Regions from separate parts of the Zea mays genome. Here region 2 is linked to region 1. A link is a contact called in public Hi-C data. All regions are on one chromosome and are shown on one strand. The core of a region is the stretch at or near the end of the contact, and the rest is flanking DNA. Distances in the headings are between cores, read along the strand shown. Region 1 has its middle 11 kb from the start of LOC103629422. Region 2 holds the start of LOC100273436 (putative cytochrome P450 superfamily protein).

Evidence for each region. A called contact is a pair of places that touch in the nucleus more often than the background predicts.
Region 2: a contact with region 1 is called in a Hi-C map of endosperm, with 4 times the contacts expected there. The contact joins the promoter of LOC100273436 here to the enhancer-like site in region 1. A contact is called at or near these places in 5 of 25 Hi-C or Micro-C datasets (ear, endosperm, leaf and 1 more).

The regions. Positions count from the first base shown.
Region 1 is chr6:73,213,125-73,215,824 of Zm-B73-REFERENCE-NAM-5.0, forward strand. No RefSeq gene overlaps it. Among protein-coding and RNA genes, the nearest start is that of LOC103629422, 11 kb to the left of the region's middle. Within about 2 kb of position 1,302, at least 18 of the 20 cell types and tissues checked have an H3K27ac peak or open chromatin away from gene starts, as enhancers often do. A contact at or near this core is called in ear, endosperm, leaf and 1 more, where this site is marked.
Region 2 is chr6:73,284,597-73,287,349 of Zm-B73-REFERENCE-NAM-5.0, forward strand. LOC100273436 (putative cytochrome P450 superfamily protein) reads right to left here and starts at 1,303. Exons shown (of 6, transcript NM_001147873.1): 1 at 922-1,303; 2 at 370-585; 3 at 1-86. The coding sequence starts at 1,266. It overlaps LOC100282958, which reads left to right and starts at 1,578. Exons shown (of 5, transcript NM_001155863.2): 1 at 1,578-1,779; 2 at 1,871-2,071. The coding sequence starts at 1,636.

The DNA of each region.
Region 1 (2,700 bases), core at 52-2,551:
TATAATTGTTTTTGTTGAGTGATTTTTTTGTTTCACATTTGGGAGCATTAATCTAAACGAATAGAATCATAAATAAATACATCAAAACTTCTCTTTTCACCTCATGTGGGGTTTTCTTGTTTGTTTCATTCATATTTGAATTTGCTAATCGAAACCATATTTGAATTTGAAATTAGAAAGGAGATTGATAAAACCAGAAAAAATATAAAAGGAGAAACTTGCCCGATGCCTAAGCTTGGGCCAGAACCTATCCCGGCGGCCCACTCCATATCCCCTCTCTCGGCCTGGTTCCCTTCGAAGCAATCCACGCGACCCAGGGATCTCCCACAGCGCCGACTAGCGGGCCCCCTGCTAGTCTCACCCGTGCGCTCGCATACCCCCTGCAACCGCTGGCAATCGGGCCTGCTCGAACGGGTGCTTCGTGAGGCCTTGCTTTCGCCGCGCCGGGGGCCCATGGTGTCAGGGGCGTCCTCTACATCAGAACGCAATAGACTGGGCGCCGGATTTGGGTTGTTGCGTTGGCCGTGGATCTCGCCATTCATGCGGACTCCGCCTAGGAGGATCCTCATCCCTGCCCATTGCCTATCCTCGCCCCACGTGCATATAAGCAGACCCCCCCCCATTAGCCCTCCAAAACCAAAGCCGCGCACGGAGCCATGGTCGCCCTACCATTATCGCAAACACAGAGAAAGAAAAGAGCACCGTCGCCGTTGTAGCCAATCCCGCTCATCCACCGTCGCTTCAACCTCGGCATGGTGCATCGCCCGTGGGTACAGCACCCATCCATGGTCTCGCCGTGCTTGGATGGCATGAAGCGTGACCGGAATTTCTCGTCAGGGCAAGGAAATCACCGCCGATGCCGTGGACAGAGGCTTTGTGCCATGGATAGTCATTGAGAGGACCTCCCAGATGTTCGTCGGGCCGAGTAGAAGCTTTGGGTAACACCAATTTGGCGGGTATTGCTTCGGGGCTAAGCTGATTGCTCATCGAAAGCACACCGCTGCCTCCGATCGACACCCTAGCGTGGCCAGTACCTTCCCTATCGTCACCATTGGTGAGTTTCCCCTCCACATGGTCACCAACTCACCATCATCCCCACTCTGTGTAGCTTCTATTGGATAGGCAAATGACTCTCATGTGCGCAAACGGGTGTGGCTCCGGCGAGCCCGCCACCACCTTCGCTTGGACCTTCGCTTGGATCATGAACATCGATCCGGAATCGTGGGGCTTTCATTGTATACCGATTTGATGAGGGCTGCGACTAATCCGGGCCGCCGGATCATGATCAGGTGGCTGGGCAACAAACAGATCCTTTTCGGCTAGCCTATTTCACATACGAGCCCCTGTGCTTTGGTGAATTAAACCCGTGGTCTAGCCTTAGTCCAAAATTAATTGCGCAGAGGTCCTTTTCTTCGCAAATTCAACCCTGAGCTTTTATCTAATAGTGGTCGCGGTCCAAACACCTTTGGTTATGGATAAAATTAATTCGAAAATAATTTTTAATGCAAAAGTAATTCCAAAATCTTAGAAAAAGCATAACTAATTCTTTTTAGCTCCGATTCAATCCGTTCCAATTGCATTAGATTCATTATAATATTGTCCAAACAGTATAGTACTAATTTACATCATATTCTCCACTTTTATAATTGGATAATAATTTAACCTATGTTTAAATAGATTAATCATTTTTTATTAAAAACTAAGTATGATTTTTTAACTTGGTTTTGATTCAATAGTAACTTAGATTATGGTGGAACTATTTTCTAATAAATATCTCCCCATGGGAATCACATTAATTAACAAAGAATATGTATATTACCACTATTTAGCCTCACAAAACTTGGGAAATCATATATTTATAACCGTAACTCCGAATTTAGTGGTTCTCGAACCAGCGATCTCGTTACAACGCGTAGAATATTAATATGTAGTTTGTGCTTATGTTTGGTCTGATGTTAATTTTGCCTATATCATGTTTGTTTGTATTGCTACGAATAGCAGTGAGGTCACGAGAATTTGAAGATCATCCTGGTACCTAGAATCTCGAGTCCCAGGCAAGTTATGCCCTTGATCACTCCTTTTTAGCTAATAATGTCTGCTGTTAATCACTGTTACATGCTCAAGTTAATTTGATGGGACCTAATAGGTTTCCCTAGCATTGTTTATTCCCCACCTTGCAAACAGATGACCTATTGGGTAGATTTGCTATTGCTCTATCTGGTTTTGGGAAACTAATGTTTTATTATGATCATGTTCCAATTATGTTGTTTAATTATTGTTCATGATAAGATCATATTGTTAATTGGAACATGGAGCGACCACTCGGTAAAACAGTGTTACCACAAGGATGGTATGGGACTGTAACACCCTGAATTTGGGGGTATAAATTTTTTTTCTAATATCCACCAAATTCAGGTGTTACCCTCTTACTTTCCTTCTTTTCTACTCTTTTTCTAAATAGTGGAGAGTCATTTTGTTTCATATATGTGTAAGCCTAGTAAGAATAGAACCCTAAAAGAGTCCTTGATTATTGCATAACATGCCGAGACATTTTATTGTATGGTCAATTGTTGTGGTGGTGCATCCATTCAAACTCATGAAGTACATTTGAATTTTGGATTCAAAAGCTATATCTAAATTTGAATACAAATAGGTAAAAGAATGTGGGAAGAAAATAGAAACAAAAAGGCCCAGCTCGCC
Region 2 (2,753 bases), core at 53-2,552, 71 kb after region 1:
GATTTATCTGATCCAGATAGCGTGTTCAGCTCGAAACCAAATCCCACTTTAAAGATTGAATCCATAGTTGTTTTCATCAAAAGATCCTGAAAAAGGATGCATTAATATGATCCAATTTTTCTATCAAATACAAATATTATGTATTTTCTCGGTTCCAAATCATAAGACGTTTTAGCTTTTTTTAGATACATTGATTTTATTACGTATCTAGACATAGTGTATATCTATGTGCTTAATCTATGTATTTAAAAAAGCCAAAATGTCTTATAATTTAGAACGGAGGGAGTAGCACTTAACTAATATTTACCAATATGACCGTATTTACGAAGTAATGATATATATGCACTTTCATGTTAGTGATGTAGGTACCTGCATGTTTAGAATAGTTCTGTTAGCTGCTGCAGATGATATCTTATCTACCAGTCTTGTAGCATTTGCTCTGAAGACAACGCTGCTGAATTCACGTAGCACTTTGGTTGAGAATTCATGGCTTGCCAGCTTCCTCTGGTGCCTCCAGCTATCCCCATCTATTGCAAAAATTCCATCCCCGAAGAGATCCTTCATTACTCCAATATTGTAGGCTCCCTGTGTATCATTCTCAAATGAGTTCAAAATCATGTCCATAAGCTCATATTGTTGTAGCCTGCCATTTCAGTTGGTTGCATGGTTAAGTACTTAAATGATCTGGCAGAAAAGATGAAAAGGTTGAAGTCACACTTAAAAAAGTAATTTCAAGGGTGATGGTATTCTTGCTGAATCAAGTGTAGTGTTGTTTCAAGTTAATTGCAGATTACTGAAGTTCTGACACCATTTGATGCAGGATTTAGGCATCTGGCACATAATAAATTGAGCTACGTGCTGATATGAGACTGGTGGACATGGAAGGGGGGATAAAAGAGTTTGACGGGTTCGGGAAACCACCTTGCTGTATTTGCTGAAGTTGGTCCTGAGGACATGCTCAACGACAGCGGGGTCGGCTGTGAAGAGCTCGCTGTGTCCAGGGTAGACCAGCCGGCTGGTGCGATGCGCCAGCGCGTACCTGACATGCTCGTCGAACAGCCTGTCGAAGTTCTTGAGCTGCCGGAGCATCGTCCCCGTGAGCGGCGGCCGGCCCGGGTCTCTCCGGGCGAACTCTCCGGCGCAGAAGACAGCGAATGACGCGACGGCGCCCAGGACGTAGAGGGTGAGCACCAGCAGCGCTGCGGCAAGAGCTGACAGCAGGCACAGTCCTGCCGGCGCGGCGAGGGAGGGTAGCTGGGAAGCCATTGGAGAGCTGGAGCTGCTGCGGTGCAGAAGGTTGCCGCGCTGACTCAGAGCAAGATGGCAGCCAGTGAGGCAGTGACGTGTTTTTCTATCGACAGTAATACGTTATGTTTGGGCTCACATGTGCAGTGAGTGACGTTATGACATCCAGTCCACTACGGCACTACCCGCCGGCACAGAGGGCCTCGCACAGTCGCACTCTTTATTATAGCCACGGCCGGCCGGTGGACGACAGCACCACACCACCTCCAACTACCCGAGACCATCGACGAGCATCTTCCTGCATCTGCAATGGCTGCCGCTACCGTGTCCGTCCCCCGCATCAAGCTGGGCTCCCAGGGGCTAGAGGTCTCCGCGCAGGGCCTCGGCTGCATGGGCATGTCCGCCTTCTACGGTCCGCCCAAACCCGAGCCTGACATGATCAAGCTCATCCACCACGCCGTCGCCGCCGGGGTCACCCTCCTTGACACCTCCGACATGTACGGCCCGCACACCAACGAGATCCTGCTAGGCAAGGTCGGTCCGCTCGAATTAGATCTCTGTTTCCTGTGGCCCTTTTCAAGTTTGCACTGAAGATGTTCGATGTAATGCTTCTGAATTCGTGAAGGCGCTTCAAGGCGGTGTAAAGGAGAAGGTCGAGCTGGCCACCAAGTTTGCCGTCTCCTTCGCCGACGGCAAGCGCGAGATCCGCGGTGACCCGGCGTATGTACGGGCAGCCTGCGAGGCCAGCCTCAAGCGGCTCGGCATCGACTGCATCGACCTCTACTACCAGCACCGCATCGACAAGAAGGTGCCCATCGAGGTCACGGTGAGCGCGGTGTACCTTCTCCATTTGATTCCTTTGTTTGGTAGATGTGGCTGTCACCTGCGCGTGGTCGATGTGAACATACAAGTGGAAGCTGGAAATGCCGGCCGGGGTATTCTTGCACGTCAGTGAGTGATGGTGGTTGGTGGAGACAGGTTTGTTGGAGGTTGGTGTCTACAACATACGAGTGGTCTGTGGTTATAATAATAACATACGGGCCCTTGCGTAAATAATTGGCAAAGATGTCATGCTGGCATATAATGCAAGATTTCACTTCTATAATCTCAATCGCCATCCTGAATTTAACCTAGAAACAAAAGAAACCTCCCACCCTGTTTGGCAGAGCTCAAACCCCTAGAACTGGTGGTGATAATAAAACTAATGTGATGCAGACACCCGTCCTTGCAGTAACTTCTTGGACTTTTTTTATGTACCGTTGCATATACCAGCAACTGTATCTAGTGGCAGATCCAGGATTATATCTAAGAAAATGTAGACAAAACTAATAATCTAATTAATGTTTAATACGACACAAGTAACAAGATACAATTCAAATATCTAAGAAATATGTAGATTAAATACTCAATATATATCGCTCATATGAGTTGCGTTAGAAATATCTTTCTTTTGTTTCTTGATAAAAAATCTAACTATCCTATCCCTACAAACATAAAAATAATTTTAT